2 separate regions of the Rattus norvegicus genome follow, and region 1 is linked to region 2. A link is a contact called in public Hi-C data. All regions are on one chromosome and are shown on one strand. The core of a region is the stretch at or near the end of the contact, and the rest is flanking DNA. Distances in the headings are between cores, read along the strand shown. Region 1 holds the start of Pole3 (DNA polymerase epsilon 3, accessory subunit). Region 2 holds the start of Slc31a1 (solute carrier family 31 member 1).

The links. A called contact is a pair of places that touch in the nucleus more often than the background predicts.
Region 1: a Hi-C map of mammary epithelial cells shows a contact between it and region 2, with 2.5 times the contacts expected there. The contact joins the promoter of Pole3 here to the promoter of Slc31a1 in region 2. A contact is called at or near these places in 2 of 12 Hi-C or Micro-C datasets (liver and mammary epithelial cells).

Annotation. Positions count from the first base shown.
Region 1 is chr5:80,987,865-80,994,796 of GRCr8, forward strand. It overlaps Pole3 (DNA polymerase epsilon 3, accessory subunit), which reads right to left and starts at 4,878. Exons shown (of 4, transcript NM_001007652.2): 1 at 4,800-4,878; 2 at 4,620-4,705; 3 at 4,191-4,309; 4 at 1,644-3,958. The coding sequence starts at 4,865. The coding sequence ends at 3,792. It overlaps C5h9orf43 (similar to human chromosome 9 open reading frame 43), which reads left to right and starts at 5,484. Exons shown (of 14, transcript NM_001024346.2): 1 at 5,484-5,729. The coding sequence starts at 5,669. Alad (aminolevulinate dehydratase) reads right to left here and starts at 37. Exons shown (of 12, transcript NM_012899.2): 1 at 1-37.
Region 2 is chr5:80,829,546-80,835,657 of GRCr8, forward strand. Slc31a1 (solute carrier family 31 member 1) reads left to right here and starts at 1,295. Exons shown (of 5, transcript NM_133600.2): 1 at 1,295-1,410. It overlaps Fkbp15 (FKBP prolyl isomerase family member 15), which reads right to left and starts at 1,020. Exons shown (of 28, transcript NM_001427372.1): 1 at 942-1,020. The coding sequence starts at 994.

The DNA.
Region 1 (6,932 bases), core at 3,628-6,127, 160 kb after region 2:
CCGCTCTAAAAGCGCAAGCCCACGTGGGGGCGGGGCGGCTCACCCGGAAGCGGCTCCCATACCGCCCGCCCCTACGGGAATGCAGCCTACACTCCCTTCGGGGCAGTAGGATCCTCGATCAGCTCGCGTGGCCAGATCCATGATTAGCGGGCTGGAATCTTGGCCAATCCAGAGTTTCCGGAGAGCCTGAGAGCCCGCCCATTCCCCCGCCCCCAGCTCTGGCCTCACTAGAAGTGGGAAGGCCCTAGGGGGTCCACGTGGGCAGTCGGAGCCTCTGGGAAGGGCCCTGGCTTGCAATCCAGAACTCATCCCAAAGTTCACTTGAAGGTCTTTTCTTAGCCTCCAGCAAATATTCACTGCGCTGCTCACTGGTAAAAAGAACAATTGGATGTCAAAGGCATTAAAACACCTCGGTAATGCCTAATACAGATGATAAATCCATGTTGGCGGACTGAGTGCTTTAAATTTGAGTTCAGCAGCAGACTGACTGTCCAGATTTAGTCTACATAATTGACTATCCAGCCCCTATCTGTCATGGGTTAAGAGATGTGAAAAACATTGGAAAAAAAAGCCAAGAAAACTAACTGTCCAAGTGTGATAGGCTATCAGGATTATATATATAATGGGTATATTAAAGTCTAACCAAAGGGAGTAGATTTGGTGGTGCATGCCTTTAATCTCTACACTAGGTGACACGTTGTTTGCCCAACCAAAAAAGCAAAACCACAAACCAAACAGCAGTTAATAAACAAACATCCTGATCAAAGGTCTGGGGACTGGAGCATGGGGACTAGTGAGGTTTATGGGGCTTCCACAAAGACTTGTGGTGGGTAGTAAGGGGCCTGAGTGGAGGGAGACTTGGGGAATGACTGATTACTGGGGAGGTGATAAAATTAGTTTGAAGGTATAAGTGAGTAGTAGTGTGATAAATACTGTAAATGTCCTAAGTACCATCAAATCTTCATTTTAAAAAGTTTAAGATTTGTGAATCTCATTTTGGTTTTTAATAATTCACTAGGAAAATTGGACTTCAAGTTGTTAACATGAGAAGTTGGGTGAAGGGTATAAGAACCACATTCCTTGTAATTTTTCTGTAAATCTAAAGTTATCCTAACCGTTTACAACATTTACTAAAACACAAACAGAAGGCCAAAGCCCACTGGATCATCTCAGTGATCATAGATTAGCTCTAATACCTTGCGGACTTTCTCTTTAAACAGTGTTAACTTCCCATAGGTAAAAGTAGGGGGCTAGGGCACAAAACAATTTTAAAGGATTTGTCTTTATGTGTACAGATGTGTTTGCCTGCATGCATGGCTCTGTACCAACCTCCTGCAGTGACAGGAGGGCAGAAAAGGGCATGTAGCTATAGAAGTTGTGAGCTGCCATGTGGGTGCTGGGAACCAAACCCTGGTCCCCTGGGAGAGCAGTCATTGCTTTTAACTGCTGAGCCATCTCTTCATAGCCTCCAAGTAGTTTCGAATGGATTAGAACAAGAGCTCTTCCATGGCCCAGATCCAGGTTAGTCTCTGTTCATTGTTTAAAGAGATGAGAAAGTCTGATGGAAAACCTTCAGAATCCAGATGCCATTATGAGATGATGTAGGTGTGATTGAGAAAAAACTGATGGATGACCTCAGAGTCTTTCCAGATGTTGAATTCTTTACTTTTAAATCCAAACCTCCATTCCCAGAAAAGGTTTCTCTTAGAATGTTATAGTTAAGCGATTGGGCAGGACAAACCCGAGACATGGAAGAGTTTGGTTTTTGTTTTGTTTGAACATGCTAGGCAAGTGCTCTGTGACTGAGCCCCTTCCAATTCTTGACAGCCTTAGAGTGGAGATTAGATGGTAGGGTAAGCCCTTCTTACACAAGCCTTGAATAACAGGTTTAACTATGGATTTGATCTCACTGAAAGCAAAGGTATATTCTAGGAAGATCTACTTGGCATATAGTTATACATTTGAAACTGAGTTCAAAGGAAATCACAGGATTATAAATGGGACTTGAGTAGGTCTAGCACTGTGCTTATGGGAATTAAACAATGTTTCTGCTGTGAAGGAAAAAGCCTATAAACCAAAGGACCACTGGGGTTCTTTGTGAATATGACTTGAGAACTGTGTGTACTGGAGATACAGAGCTGTGGTTGAGAGCTAATAGAGGCAACATCTATGGATAGGAATTGATACTTGAAAGCACTTAGAACAATGCTAGACACTGGAAGAGCTTAGGAAGTGGGAGCTAGTGAGATATACAAAGTAACCAGGAGAATCTCAGGAAGAGCAGTGCCCTTAAATTGTGATTACTTATTCACCTGCTGGTAACCCAAGAAGACACAGGACTCTGTATGTGTGCTGAGGTTAGGGGGTAAAAGAGGGGTGTCTTGGTGAGTCCTTTCCAAAAGTACATTGTGTGGGTCATCATTTAAACAAGAATTTATTTGTAGAAAGCATTAAAATCTTCTCAACAGTCTCCAGTCACTTTCAACAAACTCTTCCCTGTATTTCCCTGACTAGTTAACAGTGTTCAACTATATTACATTACCTGTCAGCCTCATGTGCACAACTAAGACAGAGAAAGTGCTTGGAGCACTAAATGGGGAAAAGAAAGGCCAACAGGCACGCTCAAAGCTGCAGCAGTGGTGCCACATTCCTGAGCACCGTTTCTCTCACCTTCAGGGTCAGAGGTGCTTCTCAAGTCTCTTTAAAAGACAGGAGATGAGGAAACAATCTGAGGACCTTGCACTTTATCAGAGTCCCTAGACTAGAAGATGAAATGAATAAGAGGAGGAGAAAGCAGGGCTGGGAAGCAGAGGCGGGAGAGATGGAGACAGAAAGGCTGTGCCTGGAGGAGATAAAGTCTCTGGAACTTGCTATGAGTTCAGGGGATAAAAAGCAGCAGCCATCATCTGAGAGGTGGACTAGAGAAGAGACAATCTGGGATTTTATACCTTCCAAGAGGTGGCACTAGGTTCTACAGTGGCAGGCACTGAGTTACCGCCAAGTTTAAGCCACCTGCTTTTAAGAATTGGCACCCTTGGGGTTGAGGATTTAGCTCAGTGGTTGAGCGCTTGCCTAGCAAGGCCCTGAGTTCAATCCTCATCTCTGGGGGGGTGGGGGTGGGGAGTTGGCACCCTTTTTTGACAGATTCTAACCAACACTCAGAATTTAAGAGTATATGTCTTAGGAGTGGAGCCACACCAGAGCACTGGGCATCTACAGTCACTACAGGACTACAAAGCTAAGTGTAGAAAGCCAGAAGCCAAGCAATGCTACCATCGAGTGAGGAGATTTCCTTATTCTCTCACAGCTTTTTAGTCATTTCCTAAAGAGCAACCATTCTGAGCATTAATATCTATTGTCAATTACTGTACAGTCAAACAGGGTGACCATGGTCCAAGCCCCATTTCCCCCTGACCGGTTAGCAACTCTGCAACTTGGAACGCAGCAAGAAACATGTTATTACTTTTTTGGAGGAGCAGGGAAATAGGATCAAAAACTAGCTAGCTATACACTTTAAGTAAACAAGCAATACCAAACTATGTAGTCATTCGGAATCCCTTACACTAATAAGGCATAACCTGCAGACTGATGAAGCAAAGCTGGTTTCTGTAACTCAGACGCTCTGAGTTTGGGAAGAGCTAGCTAGCTTTGATCTTTCTGGTCAGTTTTTATTTTGATCTCAGGCACCGTTGCGGAAGATGGCTCTGCCTTGCAGGGAGAGGCTTCACATAAACACATCTCAGTATCTGAGGGTCCCTTCCACCGTGTCAGAGTCTGCCCACTCTCTCCAGTCAGTTGTCTACCTCCTCCTCTTCGTTCTGTTCTTCCTCATCCAGTCTTTCTTCATCTTCATCCTCCTCCTCTCTGCTTTTGTCCTGCTCTTCGCAATCTTTTTTGTCTTTGTCCTTCTTCTTTTGCTCTGAGGCTTCCTTCTTGCCTTTCTGCTCCCGCCTGTATGCTGTAAGGAAGCAGGGGATTATTGTTTAATTAGACAAACCGAGTGAGGCACCAGAGGAATAAACAGGCCCATATCACATATTCGAAATGGTACCAACTCAACAGAGTGGAATCATGACCAGTCCTGGACCAGTGAATGGGACCTAATGGCAGTAGTATTGAAATCAGGTGATCAGGGAACAAAGGATGAACATCTTTCACGTGGTTTAAGAAGCAGAAGAGCACATGGATACCTTCTAGCGCTTCTTTCAATGGCGTTACGAACCGTTGGAACTCCATCTCTTCCATGGCTGACAGTACATCACTGGCATTGAGAGTCTTGCGCTTTCCTTTCATTGCAAAGTTATTGGCACTGGAAGAAAGAGCAAAGCCCTTCAGAAGCTTGTCAAAGTGGTGGGGACATGAGACAGCCAGAGATGGGGTGGGAAAAGCCACATTTATCTTAGATGAATGGGTTTTTGTATGGCACAGCTCAATTCATCCCTTCCCCGTACAAAGGGCTACGACAACCGTCTTGTTTAACCTGCCTCAGAATTTGTGAGGCTGCAGGAGAGCTGTGAGTCGCTCTCTAGTGAAGCAGGGAACTGGGGCCTGTGGGTTCCAGGACACGAACGCAGGGTTAGGATCCCGCTGCGCCTCCCTTCCGCCTCTGCTCGGCTTACCAGGATGTGGCATACAAAACGAAAACACTGGCCGCGCGGGAGATGGCGCTTCGGGCCTCCTTGGAGATGTTGACACCGTCCGGTAGCTGCAGGGAGAGTGGAGATGAACACACATGCGGATTCTGTTAACTTTCTGGCACACGTCCGCCCTCGACCCATTCTCCAGCCCGAGCAGCTCACCGCCTCCTTGATGATCCTGGTAATGACGGCGTTGGGCAGATTTAGGTCCTCAGGCCTCTCCGCCATTGCCTCCGCTTGGGCCCTACCCTCCTCCTCAGGTCTCCTCGCAGACAGTTCTGGTGTCTGGACTTCCCGCGTCGCTAAGATATGACCCTCGGAAGCTTCCGTCCTACCCTACGTTGCCAGTGTCCCACAGTGCTTTGCGCACCACAACTTCTCTGCTACATCAACCCCGCCACAAGTCTCCAGGGTAGCCCAGCTTTTCCATGTCGCAGTTGTTTCGGACCATTGAGGTTTCCATCCGCTTCCACCGCATCCTGGACGTTCCACTCCAGGCTTGTTTCTTACTACACATCGCTGGAGCTTTCGGACTAAACTAAGTTTGACTCTCTGAGGTTTCCGTCTATTCTCCCATCGTGCCGTGCGCCGCTGCTAGGCAACCGTGCGGCCTGGTGCTTAGTTTGGAAGGGGTAGGCGTAGACTGAGCCCGACAAGGCAGGACTGGGACCGACGAGTGGGCGGGGCCTCTAGAAGAAGTGGGCGGGGCCAAGACTTGGGAGTGCTTTCGCAATCTCAGTATTGTCCGCCCCCAGAGGCTCAGAACACAGCCCTTTGGAATCTGCTTTGATCCCGCGAAATCGCGGACTACGGACACTTGAGTGGCCCTCCCCATCCCTTTTTTTCCGGAACTCAGTGTAGCTTTTCATTCAATTCTACTACACCGAATTATGCATTAGAATTGTCCATCTTTAATTTCATTCCCTTCACAACTTTGTGATAATTGTATTAAGAATAACTTTTATCTAAAATTTCGTTTAAAAAAATGCTATTATTCGGACAGCAGTAACCTGGGCAATCTCAAAAGCTTGATGAGACTTCGCAGCTCAATTCGGACTGGTTCGGTAATGAAAGGGCGAAAAGCATTTGACTGTAAGAATAATGCATTGTATTCTCATTCAAAAACCCGTGTTAAAGTATTTTTTAATTCATTATGTGAGTCATCTTACATTTTTCTTATCAAAATCATCATCACTTGAGTTAACATTTACAATGTCGCTTTAAGTTGTATAATTTTCATATTAAGCACAGAAAAAAAAATACTCCTGAGAACTAATGCTTATTTCCTTCTTAATTTTTCTTTCTTTTTTTTTTTCTTGAAACATGTTCCAAGACTTTTTCCTATTTTTAATGGAGACGTTACAAAGAAACATTTTCCTATTTGGAGAAACAAAACAAAACGATCCAACAGTTTTAGGGTGATGATGCTAAGGGATTGTTCTGATGGAGAGAATTCTGCACTTAGAACAGGCCTGTCTTAAGGATGTCATAAGCCTTAGTTCCAGCCACCATTTAGCTAGAACTGGTGCTGTCAGGCATTTTGATCTAGGAGAAAAGCCAGAAATCTAACATTATAGGACCATTTCAGTTTTTAAGACATGGGCTAAAAGTGCCTGCCAAGATAAATTACTCCTAGGCCAGGTGCAGCCCAGGCCACTAGATCCCTATCTCTAATTTAAATTAGAAGCTGTTTAGAACCAAGTGTTTGTTTATTGCTATTCTCTATGTCCCAAACAGGTCCTCTCATATATTTGACAGTCAATAAGTATAAATAGAAGAAGAAAAGGACACTGTCCTTAAAAGTTAAAAAGGGGGGGTTGGGGATTTGGCTCAGAGGTAGAGCGCTTGCCTAGCAACCAAGGCCCTGGGTTCGGTCCCCAGCTCCGGAAAAAAAAAAAGTTAAAAAGGGGACAGGGTGAGATGGCTCAGTGAGCTGTGTAGTCTCTGGGTTCATTACAGGATGGCCTTCCTGTTAACCTCCTTGTGTGTACCATGGCACCCATGCCCACCAAATAAAGGGATAAAATATAATTATATATTAGGAGCAATAAGGTAGTCGTAGTGACTGCATAGCATCTTTAAAAGGGAGATTGATAATAGCTTAGTATAATTTCATTTACTTGTCTCTCTCTATGTATAGTGTGTGTACATAGATATGTGTGAGCATGAACATTCACATGGTGCTGATGTGGAGGTCAGAGGACAACTTTGGAAGTTGGTCTTTCTTTGCCTTCTACCTTAAAAGAGGATCTCTTTTTGGCTGTTTACAGAATCTTATTGCAGGCTAGCCCACAA
Region 2 (6,112 bases), core at 45-2,544:
TCCTATATTGAATGCCCAGTATTCTAGATATTATTGGTAGGATGATTGGCATATTGATGTGTCAGTCATTCCTTAAGCAGGTTCATCACGATGCACAAAACTTGTAAAGCAGATGTTCAAAGAAGGGCTCTGCAAAGATGTGAGCTTTGCAGTTAAGTCTGAAGGAAGACAAGAGGTCCACTAAGACAATGCAAGGAAAAACACTGAGCTAATTATTAAAAAGAAGGGGAGGAAATCCTGACTGCCATTAAAGACTTCTATCCCAAGATAGTATATATGATGTTTGAAGGCAGAAGAAAACGAAAGCAGTCTTTCCCATTGGCTTTAAGCCTTAAGGCTTAAAAACTGTAATTTCTCAGGCGCTTCGTGAGCAATCAGTATGCACCAGGAGTTACTGTTCTGAGAGCTAGACAGAAATTAGCAACATACTCTGTTCAGTCGGGGCTTAGATTTCAGAAGGTTCCATGTGCAAAGACTCGTGGAAATAAGGAAGATAAAGCAGTCTATTCCGCCCGAGACTGTGAGGGCAGAGAATCACCAAAAAGGTAACATCCTCTGAAGGATGCCAGAGATGACCCACCAGGTCCTGGTTCAAAGTGTCACGGGGAAGAGAAAGTCTCTTGAATTTACAGCTCACATATTTATTATAGGAGCTGACTCCTTTATAAACTCCGAGGCAGGCAGTCTCCCCAGCAATCATCTCCATTTCACTGGAGAAACCGTGATTCACAAAGCAAAAGGGTGTCAAGGGAGGTACCAGGTCCTGAACCCAGATTGGCCATTCCGACGTCGCTGCTCAGAATGCAAAGTCTGAGCCGTGGAACTTGACCAGGGTCTGTCTAGACCCGGAAGTTGGGAAGAGGCCTGAGAAGAGACCGACCCCTGCAACCACCCGCCAATCTCTCAGCCCAGCGCTCCGGCCCAGTTTCTCAATCACTCACCCGCCGCTTGGCGAGAGGAAGTCGGTGTCATCCTCGTCTCCCGCACCGAACATCACGTCGGCTTTCGCCCAGCTGAAGGGAGGAAACTGGATGGTACCAGGGCCTGTCACCGCCGGTAACGTAAAACGCCGTGGCGGCGAACTGCTTTCCGGCAGGACAAACTCTCTCAGGGTAGTGAGGCCCAGAGGAGACCAGCGGTAGAGAAGGTGGAGCAAAGGCAAATGAGGAGGTGAGCTCCCAGTGACGCAAGGCCTCGCCAGCCCTCCGAGGGGGTGGAGTTCCTAGACTCTGAGCGATGATTAGTCAGAGGGCTCAGGGGGCGGGGCCAGGGCGAGAATCGGCGGCCTTTACTGCGGTCCTGGGACACGTCGAGCCGGGCAGTAGTTGCGGGGGCTTGGGAGAAGTCCAGACCTGGTTAGGGATCCAGTTCTGAGAGGAAGACTCAGGCGGTGGGGCTTGCCCTGGGAAGGTAAGTAAGGCCTCTCCCCTCCCTTTCCCAAACCCGGTGTGTTCGCTGTCCTTTTTCCTCCCGAACCAGGACCCCCGCAGCTCCCTTAGGCTGGGCGGAAGGAGAAAGAGCCCAGGACTAAAAGTCATGGGATCTGAGCCGTGCGGTGGCAAGGACCCTACAGCGACATTGCTGTTATGACCTTAGGCAGGGTGCTCGGTGCCTCAGTTTCCCCATCTACACCAAGGACCGAGTGTCCAGTGTCTCTATATGCGGTTTGCCAAGATTTTTAAATCTCTGAAATCATCGAGTCCGATCCGGGTCTCTTCGTAATAAGCTAATTTGCTGACAAGAACAGGAGAACTAGCCACTTGGGTCCGAGGTCACACAGAGTAAAGGGCAGACCTGGTCCTTTGTATCAGGGTTTAGAGAGCTGATGAGTAAAGAACCCTGGCCCTTAACTAGACTGTGTGGCATACGGCTTGGGAAATGACCCTGTTTCTAAAGTCCAGATAGGAGAGATCTAGAAGAGCTGGGATATTCGGGAGGGTGGATGATGGACGGGACTTTGGAGGTAGAAAATCCTCAGCCCGGTTTTGCTGAGCTGAGTTGCTGCCAAGATTTTAAGTCAACATTAGTTGTTGCTGACTTCTCCGCCTCCAGTTTTCGCCCTCATCGTGATTGTCTTTCTTCTGTATTTCTTTGGTTAACCTGGTATCGTTTTTGAACGATCTTGAACTAGACCTGGCTTAGCCACGCTGTGGATAAGCAGGTAGCGTGTCCCAGTCCATTTCCACAGATTTCGTTAGAGTTCTTCCTGTTTTCTTCCCAGTCAGGTTGGTCCTGTAAGTATCCCTTACCGCAATGCTTTAGTCTCTTCTGATGATACTATAAAGAGACTGGTAGCTCTCTCCCAGAGAACTTTGTACCTCTTGGCACTTCCCCTGTGGGGCTTTTTAATTATAGTTTTTGAACTAACTTGTAAGTCTTCTTGCCCGCAGTGGATTCTCATTAATTTTTTATTAGATTGAATAATATAATTTATCTTTGTTCCCTTGTTCCTTAATTTACTCTCGGTTTTTTTTACCCCCGTGTGACCCAAAGAGCCCAGCAGTGGCTCTCATCTTTTATAGGTAGCTTCCAGAAAGATAAAAATGCTGTACTGGCTGTGAACTGTCTGGGTTGCTTGGTCCCTTTTGTTCATTGAAGGTGACTGTACTATTGTCTGAAACTCCAGGGGAGGGGGAAGGGGAAATAGTGTAGTCAGAAATATTATATGTTACTTAGAATATTTGTGAGTAAATTGTTCCTGTTTATCTGCGGATAAGGCTGTTGTTGGTCTGCTTCCTGTGTTTATTTTACAGATTAAGGTGGTTAAAGCAGTGCAATCCGACTGTTAAAGCAATGATAAACTGCAGTCTGTGCAGTAGGATTGGAGCCTGGAGCATCAGCTCTGTTTGACTTGTGAACTTGAGTGGGTAGGGATGGATGGATCAGTTCCAACCCTGCCCTGGGTCTGGTCACTCCAGCACTAAAATATTTCAGGAATGCTTTGTTTATTTACTTTTATTCTTTTTTTTTTTTTTGAGATGGTCTATTTGTGTAGCTCTGGCTGCCCTAAAACTCATTATGTAGACCAGGCTATCCCTGAACTCTCACAGAAATACACCTGCCTATGCCTTTCCAGTGTTGGGATTAAAGCAATTAAAAACAAAAACAGAGAGAGAGAGAGAGAGAGAGAGAGAGAGAGAGAGAGAGAGAGAGAGCGCAAAACCCAAAAGAGCATCTGAGCTCTTTCCCTGCATTCTGTGTGGAGGTGTTTCTCTTGTGAGTGTTTGAAATTGCCTTTTAAACTGTTGTGTTTGGTGATTGGGACACTCTAGGCATCTCTGATCTTGAATTTCATTAGCAACATGAGAAAAGGAGAGGTGGAAATGAGTCTTCCTCAGTTTTTCAGGCTTAGAATTAGAAACATAGGATCTGGTATATCTGGAAAGCCAGTGTTCCTGGATTAAAAATACCCAGGAGACCTGAATTCCTGTCCCCTGGCCTCGATAACTCACTCCAACTTTGGGCCAGGTTCCCTAAACACCTTAAGAAAGGAACAGATCAGATGTAAACACATCTGCTGAGAAATAAATAGAACCCTGACATCAAGTTTGAGTTCAGTATTCTTGTTCATTTTCTTAACCATACAGCTCTGAAATAGGTATCTGATGTATTGATTATCAGGTGTAGTGGCAGACCCCTTTAATCCTAACATTTAGGAAGCTGAGGCAGGTGAATCTCTGAGGATTAGAAGCCAGCCCGGTCCACACAGTAAGTTCCAGGCCAGCCAGAGTGAGAATTGATTTTAAATAATACAATTATGTATGTGTACTATGTGTGTGTGTTTGTATGTTTGTATTTATTCCCTGAAGATTAAGGAAGACTAGGAGGCAGCAAATTTAATAATTCCTTTCAAGTCAGACTTGCAAAAAGGTGACAACTTTTATAACAGGCAAATATTAATCTCCAGTGGTAAAGAAATATGGATTGAATGGAGATTAAAAATGTTTCTATAGTATTCTATTCACTCAAGTTACTAAAAACAGAATGTTATAAAACCATTACAGAAATGTCACCTGAGAGTCTACTGTGTGTAGATTTTGTGTAGATAGCGAATGAACACTCTAGGAAATTATTGTAGAATATCAAAGTAGGAAGAGATTGTATCTCTTCATTATAATCTCAGTCATTATAATCCAAAGGGAAACTTGATTGAGGTTTTTAAGATTAATACCAGTGCCCTATGTAATGTTCATCATGCCTTACCTCAGCCAATCTTCATGACCCATGTTCTAGGGATTAAACACTTCCTTTGAAAGCTCTAAACTAGCTGGAGTGTAGGTTTACATGAGCAGTTTGAAGATGAGTAGGAATCCAGAAGGAAGCTGGGAGGGGGTTTTCCAGGTTGAAAGGGCCACTTTAGAAAGCACAGGTAGGTTCGTGTTTCCATGGTGCCAGCAATGGAATCCACGGTTTTGCCCATCTTGGCAAGCATTCTTTCACTGAGCTACATAGCAGCAGCCTAAGGGGGGCTTCGCAAAGGTTGCCCTTTTCCCTGCTGCGTGCACTTAGGAAGGACTGTGACAGCTAATTAAAGTATGCTAAAGTATGGAACCATACACATTTTACACGTCTTTCTCCAACTTAAAACACAAGAGTCCTCTGTGAGTTTTGTTGTTTTAAACCTAATACCTCAACTTTTACTTGGAAGATGGTTCTCAGAGATCAGCAGCAGCCTACAGACAAATCTTATCTCCGCTGCCTGTTTTGGTAGTTTTGTTGGAACACGACTGTGCTCATTTATTTACATATTATCTGTGGCTACTTCACAGTGGTCCCTCATGCTGTGAGAAAAGAGTCTAAAGCCTGAGCCATCCAGAGAGGAGCCCTTTCTCCTGGAAAAGGATTTAAACGTCTTAGACACAATTTTTGTTTATTACAGAAGACACAATGATGTAGAGACCACACCTTGACTGCTTTCAAGCCCTCTACTGAAACTGCCTTCACTTCAGAATCCTGAAGGCAGATTCGGGGGCAGGAGGTGCCACTGGATTTTTTTTCCCTTTTTCCCATTGTGGCCATTGAATAAATCTCTTCTTCATCAGTTAAATTCTAGGGAATTTTTTAGGATTCTTTTCTGACAGTTTGAGGTAATATACACAGAGAATTAAAAATTATTATTAGAATCCAAAGTGACAAGTTTCCAATTAGATCAGCATGAAATGATTTATGCTCTTTGGCAGTCTGGTTTGATTTTTCAGACGGGGTCTCAGTGTGCATCCCCAGCCACCCTGGAAGTATGCCGACCAGGCTAGCCTCCAAGTCACACCTTTCCTGTGCCTTTCAGTGCTGGGATTATATGCATGGCCTGATTAACCTTCTTAAAATCCAGTTAGTGTAGGTGTCTACAAAGGAAAAGTTTGTCTTTCTTGGGTAGGTAGCCCCTTTCCTTCTTCCTAGTAATCCTGGAACATGGGATCATGCAGACTGGTTGAAGTGAGGTAAGGCGTGGTAAACACTACTTGGGGCACAGATAGTAATCTTAAAAGCTTCAATCCAGTTTCCCTTTGGATTGTAATCTCAATTCTGAGTTGAGGAAAACAAAGTTCCAGACTGTAAATAAACTGAAATGACTGTTGTAAGGTAATAATTAAGTGTGAGTAGTCTCTGATCCTTAGCTGGACTGGTGGCTGTAATCTCAGCATTGGGGAGAAGAGGAGTTCGGGATCAGAGAAGGCAAGTAGATAACAAGGTTGAGGCCAGCCTGTGTGCGTGCGTGCCTGCCTGCGTCTTAAATGTTTCTGCTCTGTAGGTCATCCCTTTGCCCTCTTTGTTTCTGACTTGTTTCTATTGCTGAGGTTTTGTCCCAGGAGCAGTACAAGAGAGAAAAGATGACATAATTATCACTAGAAAGTTGAAATGTTTATAGTGACAAGATTTCAACTGAAGTCAAATAAATCACCCAGAAAACTCTGCCTTTTAAATTTGCCAGGCAAGCTTGACTGGGGGCAATTAGGACTTGGGTGCTCATGCCTGTACCCCACATTCAGCTCTTAGCACTCACTAGAAAGCCATCTTTATAACAGGTCTCTTGTTTTTTGTAACTAGGTATGAAGTCTTATACTTAATACATTACAGTATTAAGTAACACACACACACACACACACACACACAC